2 separate regions of the Hordeum vulgare genome follow, and region 1 is linked to region 2. The links are chromatin contacts, called in public Hi-C maps. All regions are on one chromosome and are shown on one strand. Each heading gives the region's core, a stretch centred on a gene start, on an enhancer-like site or on the middle of the called end of the contact. The rest is flanking DNA. Distances are from core to core; before and after follow the strand shown.

Region 1 (5,432 bases), core at 36-2,535, 530 kb before region 2:
TCATAATTCATGGCTAAAGGAGGAGCATAACATTTACTTACAAGATGGCCGAGAATCGTTAAGGGAATAACTGTAATCATGTTAATAAAGCTTATTCTAACTTCTAACATACACTAACTATGTGGTAACAAACTCGTCACGCAAATGCACATCAACACTAACAAATAATAGGGCTGACTATAAATTTGATTTTTTTTTCGCTAGTTGGGAGACAGATCATGAGATGCAACCATGAAGTACAAATAGAAAAAAAAAAACAGCTAAAGAACCAATTGCGGTAGAAGTCCGTACTTGCGATCTTAATTTCTTCCGGGCTAGTGCTGTCCGTAAGGTATAGCGTCATGAGCGGCACAAAGCTGCTCCCCGGAGGCAGCGCCTTCAGGATCTCATCTCTGTACGCGATCGCACGTGCCGTTGTTGTAACCGGTGGCTTCAGGTTGGGCATCACGATGGCTCTCTCAAAATGCCTCGCGCTGCCACAGAGCACACAACAATACACGGACACCCTGCCTGTTAAGCTCTCTGAGGCATTTCATCGAACAGTAAGAGTGCATTATCAGAAGGAGCAAAACCTGTGGGGGAGCACCGCGGCCAGCACGTCGCCGTCGCGGAGGTGGAGGTGCCAGTCGTCGGGGCGCGTGATGGTAAGCTCCTGCGGCGTGGAGGTGGCCATGGCGCTCGCCCTCGTGTTGGGGCGGTGGCGAGGAAGGTGGGTTCGGACCCGGTGCGCAGGCGACGGCCGCAGCAAGGAGACCAGAGGCTTCAGATGCGGGTTCGCGGAGACGGTGGCGGTGATCGCGGCCTGCATTGACTTGGCGGCTTTATTCGGATTCGGTTTTGGTTGTTTATCTTGGTCCTCCTCCGGTGGCGAGTCCGGCGTGGAGCGGCGAGAGGCCTGGGCGTTCGGTAGGTAGAAACCGAAGATTTGGTTAGTACAGCTCCGTGTTTGCTCGGTTAAGTAATTTATATACGCAGAACCCAAAAATGACGAACAAAATCAGAAAACCGAGAGCTTGCCTGTAGCCTTGAAGATTGGCAGTAGGTCACGCAGGCAGCACGGACGACGCACTGGATCCCGGCGGCGGCGGATGACGAGCGGCGGGAGAGAGCAGCTCAGGGCGAGGCGAGATACCGGCGGGCGTCGCCGCGGCGGTTGCGGCACGATACGAGGGACGGTGGGCGGCGCGAGACGGCGGTCGGCGTCGGCGGCGCCTACAAGATGGGGGAAGCCGGGAGCGCCGCCGCTGTACAGCAGCGTGCGGCGACGAGGCCGAGGGGAGGCTGCTGGCTGGGCTTAGTGTTCGGTGGGCTGGGCTTAGTAGTAGTAATTTTTTTCTTCTTAAATTCCTGGGCGGGCCATGGCCCAGGTTTGCCCCTACAGAGCTCCGCCCCTGCCGCCGTATGCATGCGCGCAGCTACGTAGGCAGCGCACTTAAATCTGAGAACGGGTTCATAATAAAACCATAACTAAACCATACTCATACACCTATGTATCAAAACCAAACCTGAACTATAACTAATTAATATCATTTTTAGCCCAATCAAAACTAAACCCAATATTTTCCTGACCCAAACCAGTTTGAACCCAATACATAACTAGTTACGCCAATCGAAAGATGATAGAATCTCCAATTGAGGAAGAATGGCTGAGGGGAGAAGCTATTTGTGACTTTCTTGAAGCCTTGAAGAAGAAGAGTCAATATATTTCAGCAGCTCACGTATCTTGTCAATGGCTCCATGGATTATTTTCATTCCATCCTCAACCAAGATATTAAGAATGTGTGCACAACACTTGACATGCAAATGTTGACCTTCAAGGAGCAGCTCATGCTTGTGATATTTTATTAACTCATTACATGCATTAGCGTTATTACTCGCGTTATCTAGTGTCAAAGTGAATAGCTTGCCCCTTATGCCCCATTCTGTTAAGCAACCAACGTCTTCTATTGCATAGCCTGTGTGGGGATACTTCACGTTTGTGAAACTTATGATCTTCTTCTTGTAGTTGAATTCTGCATCGATATAATGGGCGATGATGGACATGTAGCCCAAATTCTGTGATGATGTCCGCATGTCAGATGTTAAGCAAATGCGGGAGTCCAAATTTTGGAGCTCAACTTCGATATCTTTCTTCATTCCCTTATACATCTTCAGTGCATCATCACGAATCGTGTGACGACCCTTATTTGAAATGCTGGCTGCAATGAGTCAATCCATGGCTGAAGGTGTGGATCTTCAAACTTAAGAAAGGGGATCTCAGCATGGATGCAAAACTTGACCATTAGTTCACGACTAACTTTTTCATCAAACACGAACAGGCCTTCGGATGGCTTTTTTCATGGTCAATAGAAACCTCTTCCTGCAAGCATCCTCAATTGATCGGCAAGCCTTTGCAATATGGGTTCTCAAACTGCTAGTTCCAAACTTGGTGTGAAATTGCCCTCGACAGTATTTGCACACGGCCTTGGGTCTCCTTCTACGACAACCAGTTCTTGTTCATAGTGGTCCCATACTTTGGACCTTCTACCATGTGGTACTTGACTCATATCCTCATCCATGGAATCGGCGGTCTCAGAACACTCTGAGGTAGACATTCCTCAAATTCTTAGAGCACACTGCATTGGAAAAAACCAAACCATTTAAACATATATAATCAGATTTAAACCAGCAGAGTATATTACACAAAGAAACAGCAGATCAAATCATTCATAATAGAAAATTTGGCAAGTCAAGAGCACCATGCTCCATGTGCATATCAGGATGGCAAAGGGGGTACTTGATAGAGAAATGGTTGTTGTTGACCTCCCACCTATAAGCAACTAAAAAAACTGCACTGACATGGACCATGATGTATGAATGCAAGTCTTATAATATAGTTCCATCCACTAACGTTCCAACATGGAGGTTCTTAGTTAGAAAAATAATATAAAATAGATATGGAAGTACAAATTGTTTTTACCAACAAAGATATGTACAAAACTGCACTGACATCTTTATGTACAATCCTTTCACTAGATACTGCAAAAATTAATGGTTGACAGCTGAAACGTATCTGATAAGTTAAGATACCAGACATTTCCTGAACCGAAACTTAATGTATGTTTCCCAATATTGTTTTCGTGAAGATATATGTTCAGCCAAAATGAAACTGGGTGCTTGTCAATTTCCTGAACCGAAGAGATAGGCTACCAAGAACGATTTGTCTAATATTTAATGATAACTTTGGTTTACGTTACATATTCAGATTCTGTCGGACACCACAAAAAACTACAAATCTTTGATAATAGATGAACTTGGAAAGCCAGTTAGAATGGGTCTCATCAGACAACAACCTTTGATAATAGTGTGTTCAACATGTACACACTGCAAAACGATGCAGCTGGATGGTGCAGATAAATCGTGATAGATTATTGTGCAAGATTAGCAACCCCCCCCCCCACAAACTACACGGAATCCATGAAGATCCAGGCGGGAAAATCGCTTTCCGGAGAGCGAGAAAAACTGGAGATGGAGAAGAACGGAAGGAAGAGGAGATCAGGGGAGGAGCTCACCGCGACGACCTTGCAGGCGGTGCACTTGTCGCCGATGGAGGAGGCGACGGCGGCCGCCGCGAGTATGGCGGCGAGGAGGAGCAGGACGGTGCCGGATCTGCGGCGGACGACGGGGAGGAGGCCTGCGTGCGGCGGCCGGCGGGGAGGGGCGTGGTGCGTGCGGTGGCAGAGTCGGGACTCGGGAGGGAGGAGAAGGTGGTGCGGCCGTGCGGGCTTGCTCGCAGTTGAGGCCAAACCAATGCAATAATCCGGTTCTACCCACAGCTTCAAGCCCAAAATATATAAAACGATTTAGGCCCATAACCAGTCATATCCAAATTGCTTTCTCTGTAAACCCAAACCAAACCAAACTTAAAAAGCCTCAACCTAATTAAACATAAACCAGTCAAGGCCCAGTGTAAAAACCAAACCATTTTAACCAGTCTTTTTAAAACCAATCTCAGATTTAAACGCACTACGCGTCTACGGTGGCTGGCGGCTGGGGAGAAACAGAGAAGGTGATGCGACTGTAAGTTGCGGCGCAGGGAGAAGGCGAGGAAGGAGCCAGCCAGAAGAAGGCGTGACGGGGAGAAAATTACACTCCTCCGATTCTCTCGCGCATAACACTTTACCTTAACTCAAGAACACCACTGTTATTATTAGGGAGCTGCTATGCGTCCACCGGTGAATATTTATTAAACATCCGTCACCTCGACAACCGTCCGATGTACGCGCAGCCGTCCGATCTACACGGCTTGGTCGCCCCCTCCCCCTACACACACACACACCCAATAACTTCTGAAACGATGGTCGAGTTGTAGAAACAATCGCTTTGTTGCATAAAAACTTTGGACCTATTAATTCATGAAACAACGGTCGAGTTGTAGAAACAACCGTTTTGTTGCAGAATTTTTTTCTTCGCCTTTCCGCAACATAGATACTGCTGTGGAAGAAATTTTTGCAACAAAAGTCATGTTGCAGAAACTCAGTTGCGGATTCTCCTCGAGGTAGGATACAACGCACGGACGGAGCAGATCCGGCGGCGGTTGAGCTCCTTCAGGGCTCGTGGCGTCGGGGACTCGCGGGGAACGGGCGGAGGAGAGCGGGACGGAGTAGATCCGGCGGCGGCTGAGCTCCTTCACGGCTCGTGGCGCCGGGGACTCGCCGAGAACGGGCGGAGGAGAGTGGGACGGAGCAGATCCGGCGCGGCTGAGCTCCTTCACGGCTCGTGGCGCCAGGGACTCGCCGGGAACGGGCGAAGGAGAGCGGGAACAGAGCAGATCCGGCGGCGGTTGAGCTCCTTCATGGCTCGTGGCGCCGGGGACTCGCCGAGAACGGGCGAAGGAGAGCGGGACAGAGCGGATCAGGCGGCGACGGAGCTCCTTCACGGATCGTGGCGTCGGGGACTCGCGGGAACGGGCGGAAGAGGGAGGGAACAGAGCGGATTCGACGGCGCGTGGTGGCGCGGGGCACCGGCCGACGGCGGCCGATATCCTTCACGGCTCGTGGCAACGGTGGCTCGTCGGGAACGGGCGGAGGAGAGCAGGACGGATGTGAGGAGCCTCAGCTTGAGGACCGTTTACCTGAAACAATGCTCCAGTTTGAGAAAACTGTCGCAACTAGGTCGCTAGGCGCGGGCATGATCTCGTCCGTCAGATCGAGGCAAGATCAACGGACGAGCGGGTGGCGGATAGATCGCGTGGATCAACCAATGAAAGGGAAGAGTTTCCGCTGTTATTATCCCTATATACATAAAAATATACTCTCTTAGTCCCATACAGTATATTTTACTACACTTGATATACTAACTGAGGCTTTAAGAGCAACTCCAACGGGCGACACATTTCGTCCGACGCCGTCCGTTTGGGTCGGCGCGAACAAAAGAGGAGGCCCAACGCGCCG
Region 2 (5,459 bases), core at 2,629-5,128:
GACTGAAACCTCAACCTCGCCGTCCCAAGGATTCGATAGAAATCTATGTCGAAGCTTGGTCATCCCGAACCGTGGAGGAGTTAGGGGACCAACAGGGGCATGGCCTCCCTAATACTATGGCTTTGTTCCTAATGAATAGATGAAGAGTGCATCTTTTAAAATATATTTGCTTTAATTGACCCTCCCAACATCGTGATTTCACTCATCATGTTTCCGTCGCTTCCTACAAATGGATTCAAGGTGGATCAGAGTCCGAAAGACCATCTCGACAATGATTCGGCGCCACCCCGCACCACCTCCATGAAGATCTAAGAGCGTCTCTAGCAGACCCCGTATAAAGCCGACCCGCAAAAGTCGTTTGCAATTCACGGAAAAACGCTTTTGTGGGCCGGCGTGGGCGGTGGTCGAACAGACACCGTAAAACGGACTCGTATAAAAGGATATTTTGCGAACCGATGGGGCGGAGGGGGGAGAACCTGCGTTTTCGCTGGTTGGGGTGAGCATTTTGCCGCGCCCCGCAAAACATTTTACGGGTCGGACGCGTTTGCGGTGTCTGGTCAGACAACTTTTTTCGTCCCGGTCCGTATTTTTGCGGTTATTTTACGGGTCGGGGCTTTATACGGGGTCTGCTAGAGATGCTCTAACCCTAACTAATTTACTAACTGGAACTTAGACAACGGAATTCCCTTCCTGCCCCTAGCAGTCATAGCGACACACAAAGATTGAGGGAATATGCTCTTGGCCCTAGTTATCTAGTTTTTTTGTTCTAATATATATGAGGTCTATGCGGACCAGTGTGGGCCACACGGTCGTGTCCGGACGCGCCCGGGCTTCCCCATATCTGTCCCATATTTGGACTGAAAATGAAGGACGTCGGTCAATACGGACGCTTGAGGCCGGTTTGACAGATCCGTCTAAATCGATTTTTTTGACCGGACAATAACCGCGTAACCTACACAAACGTTGGAGGAACGTTTGAGGGTGTGGGTGTAGATGCTCTAACCCTAACCAATTTGCTAAACTGGAACTTACACACCGGAATTCCGTCCCTGCCACTAGCAGTTATAGCGGGAGAGATTGAGGGAATGTGCTCTTGGCCCTAGTCATCTAGTTTTTTTTTTGTTCTAAGAGCATCTCCGAGAGCCTTTGTATATTTGGCTAGGATTGCTAAAAACTAGAAATATAGCAATTTGGTTCAAAAATGTTGCTCCAACAACCTTTGTATAAGTGGTTCTCTCATAAATTGTTTTACAAAGCTTGCTATATTTACATCCACACTTGGTATATTTGCAAAGTGAAGAGACACTTGTTATAATTTTTAACAGCTCAGTTTTTTTGGTCCCCTACATTCCTTTGTTCCATTGATAAGTGGACCCCACCGCCCCCTAGATTCCTACCTTCCTGGGCCTGGCACAGGTCCCCACATGTCATTGAAAGGCTTGCTAAATTTTATAGCAATGTTGTTGAAGCAAAAAACTATTGGGGTTATCAAATCTTCTCTTTTCTCTTGTTATATATCTAGTTTTTAGCAAGTCGGATAGCAATGCTATTGAAGATGCTCTAACAAAGTTAGGACATGAAAATTAGCCTTTGATCCTTTCCAAAAAATAATAATTAGCCTTTGATATGTGAAAAATGATTATTTTTTACTCTATCTCCACCTCGTGAGTGCCACCTCCATGAAGATCTAACCCTAACCAATTTACTAACTGAAACATAGACACCGTAATTCCGTCCCTGCCACCACCGGTCATAGAGGCAGACTTAGATTGAGGGAATGTGCTCTTGGCCCTAGTTATCTCGTTTTACTTTTGTTCTAATTAAGTTAAGACATGAAAATTAGCCTTTGATCCGTTCCAAAAAATAATAATTAGCCTCTGGTATGTGAAAACTGCCATTTTTCTTTTACTCTGTCTCCATCAGCAGATTTCTCATCTTCAAGAGCAGATTCATGAAATTACAAATCCCGAATACGTACAGCCTAGAATCCCCGTTACACACTCTACTATCAATCAGGTGCTACTAGCCTACTACAACCCCCGGCATGGCATGGGCACGGCACGCGGTCTACAACATGGGTACATACATACACGTGGGCATGTGACCACCATGCCAATGCCATTATCATACTCCTCTCGTTGTCCGCCATGCACGCGTCACGCAACCACCACCGGGGCCCGGCCGAAGTCGAAGCTGAGCATGGACGCCCTGAGCTTGGGCTGCTTCTCCGGCGACGGCACCGCGTCGAGCAGCGGCGCCTCCCGCTCGGACGACGTGCCGAGCCACTTGGACTGCATGTACTTGTGCTTCCTCCACGGCCCGAGGTGCATCTTGTTCTCCTTCATGCACTGCTTGGCGGCGGCGCACATGGCCTTGACGACGCCGCGCAGCCGGTCGGCGCGGCCGACGTACGCCTCCGGCAGCGCCGCCACCAGCGCGCGGTACCCGGCGCCGGCGCGCGCCACCTCGAACTCGGCCCGGAAGCTCGGCTCCACCACCACCCTCACCGCCTTGCCGCTCCTCGTCTGCAGCACCACGTCCACGTAGCTGTGCTCGCCTGAAGGAAGAAAAACGTCAGCTTCGGTCGACGCCGAACTTCGCGGGCGGTTCGGTTTGGCATGATGAGTCGTTCTGTCGTGCAGGTGCAGGTCTCGGCAGCCATTAAACGTGGTGTAATACGAACACTAACATCTGCACGACGGGTTCGTGTCACGGGCGGTCAGGAAATAATGGAGACGGTGACCGGTGCCTGCCTGACATTTACTTGGAACCGTCTGTTTCTTTAGGCGTAGGATGGATGACCAGACCAGGTCCATGTGATGTGAGGCGGGTGACATTATAGAATTGACAAGTTACTAAAGCTCATCTTTCCTACCCAGTTTTTAACGGAAAAAAATTCTACTATGGTTAGTAAGCGAATATGGTTCTGTGATTAAATTAAACCCTATATAAACGGCAGAACAAAACGAAGAATGCTTCGTCAGAAGGATCAAAACACGGATCCCTCCGATCGGCACGGCGGGTCAGACGACCTAAGGCCACACCACACGGTTCAGGCCAACCGTGCATGCGCTTTTCTGCTGGAACTGACAGCTCTTTCATTAAACTAATTATTATTACGCCGTCTGAACTGAAGATTAGTACTGTACTCCAGGAGGAGCCAACTACTGTGGCTCGAAAGCAACCAATTACCTGAGGGGATATCCAGGGACCGCGCCCACTTGGACCTGCAGATGGCGCCGTTGTACCCGGCGTCGCGGAGCCGCTCGACGGCGTGCCGCAGCATGCAGCTCCGGCAGTCGCCGGCCGCCGCCCGCCTCGCGCAGGAGCAGACGGCCCTCTTCCCCACGGCCTCCTCCGTGACCGCCCGGATCCTGCCCTCGGCCGCGCTGGTCTTGCCCAAAGCCTCCTGCAAGCAAACATGGCGTCCCTCCCATCAGCACCCGCTTGCGATCGAACTCTTGGGCTCTTGGCTGGTCGGCGACGAACAGGGACACTCGGGCAGAAGAAGTGGATACCCAACGGAGGAGAAGAACTCACGTGAAGCTGGGAGTGCTGGGCGCGCCAGAATGCCTTGCTCTCGGCGGATCCCTCCTCGTCCTCCTCCTCGTCGTCGTTCTCCGGCCATCTCTCCGTCTCTCCCTCCTCCAGGAAGCTCAGCACCATGTTCGACAGGCTCATGTCGCCATCCATCGCCTCTTCCACAACCATTGTGACTTTGTGAGTGTGTGTCCGTGTGTGTGTTTTGGACTTGTGATCTCTTGGCTCTGGCTGCTTGATCGCCGCGAGCTGGGGGTGTGATGTGATCCTTTCTCTGTGTGCTGCTCAGGGCTCAGCTGCTGGCTCGACGGAGCTGTGATCCGACTCCTTCCAGCCCGGGGCGGCTATAAATATGGGTCGCCGGGAGTGTCGGGCGGACGTGGAGAATGGGCAGCGGTGAAGCTGGGTGGTGGTACTGTTGGGGTGGGGCCCCTGATGAAGATGAGACGATTGGAGGCTGGATTAGTGGGGCCTGGTTGTTGGTTGGCGCACGGGAACAGCACGGATCCACGTCAGGGACCAGCCCGGATTCTTTGCGCGCGACGTCGAGCCGTTTCGTCCGTAATGCTTGGCAATGGCAAGTATTTTCGGGATACCACGCTTGCCAATGGTTTTCATGGTTTGCTCATGATACAATGAGAAGGTATAGATACCGCGGTCACCATGCATTTCAAGAAAAGAAAATGGCAAACGCCGCCGTCAAGAGAATCAACTTTCCGACGCCATTTACCGGTGGCTCTCCTCCGTCGGCGACGTTTTGGTCATCGGTCGTGAGGAAAGTCGCCGGATCTTTTTTGCTTTAGGTTTTAGGACCCTAATAGCTTACTTTTTTGGGTCGTACGATGTCATGGCTTTGGCGGCAATGACAATGACGATGCTGAATAAAGAAGCTCCGAATTCTTCTTCGACGAGGCGATCGTCTGTGTGATCGCCGACGGATTTACGAATCGGTCTGTTCAAGCGGGGATATCGTGGCGACGACGACATCCTTATGGTGGACCTGTGTCCTCGAGCTCCGTCGTTTCGACGGCGTCTGCTCCAGCGTCAACGCAGAGGTTGGAAGGTAGTCCAAGAGTGATTCAGAATTTTGTGTGCATTGACAATATCTGAAAGAATGAACATGTGATAGGTTCGTGGTTAATGGATGGAGGTGTTCAAGAGGCATGGCCTGGGTAATGGGTTATGCCCTTTGTGTAATGTCATGGAAAAAGGGTCACACATCCTCTTCTCCTGCACTCCGGCTAGATTGCTTTGGACGTTTATTCGTGAGGCCCTTGAGCCTCAGTGCATGGCATATGATTTGGTTGACTTCTTGCAGGTCAAAGCGATGCAGATTGGCAGTCATAAACGTCTCTTCTGACTGATTTTTGCTGCTCTGACATTGACTCGTTGGACCACGCAAAATAGGATGGTGATTGAGAAGATCTTCTTACGTCGTGCTTCTGGCGCTTTCTTTAAATTTCTTGTGTTCCTGCAATACTAACACATGTTGGCTAGGTCGAGGGATCAGTCGCGCCTTGACCGGATGTTGGATGCTCTTCAGGCTATGGCATGTCGCCTTGCCTATCCGGCCTCCCATGGATGACTTGATCACTTGGTGGCTTTTTTATGACTTATTTTCTGGTTTTCTGGATGTGTTTGTGTTGTGGCACCGGCAGACCGTGGCATTTGTTGTAGTACTCCTGATTGTAAACTTGATGCGTTATTTATAAAAGCGAAGCAAAAGCCTATTTCGAAAGGGAGAAAACGATGCGCAAACGCCGTCATTGTTGGATCCAACTATCTAATGTCAGATCGTGAGTTCTCATTCCGAAGATCAAGCCCAAACAAACTTCAAGCAATGCATCTGTCAAGGTAACGACGCTTGGATTTTCACCCTCTCTGTTAACATAAGGAGAGCACACACAGAAACCCCGAAC

The links. Hi-C and Micro-C count contacts between places; a contact is called where the count stands out from the background.
Region 1: a contact with region 2 is called in a Hi-C map of seedling, with 3 times the contacts expected there. The contact joins the promoter of LOC123440245 here to the promoter of LOC123440244 in region 2. A contact is called at or near these places in 2 of 6 Hi-C or Micro-C datasets (leaf and seedling).

Annotation. Positions count from the first base shown.
Region 1 is chr3H:484,232,748-484,238,179 of MorexV3_pseudomolecules_assembly, reverse strand. It overlaps LOC123440245 (dihydroorotase, mitochondrial), which reads right to left and starts at 1,285. Exons shown (of 8, transcript XM_045116825.1): 1 at 1,018-1,285; 2 at 573-895; 3 at 292-473. The coding sequence starts at 808.
Region 2 is chr3H:483,702,549-483,708,007 of MorexV3_pseudomolecules_assembly, reverse strand. It overlaps LOC123440244, which reads right to left and starts at 3,878. Exons shown (of 3, transcript XM_045116824.1): 1 at 3,541-3,878; 2 at 3,193-3,409; 3 at 1,884-2,557. The coding sequence starts at 3,711. The coding sequence ends at 2,157.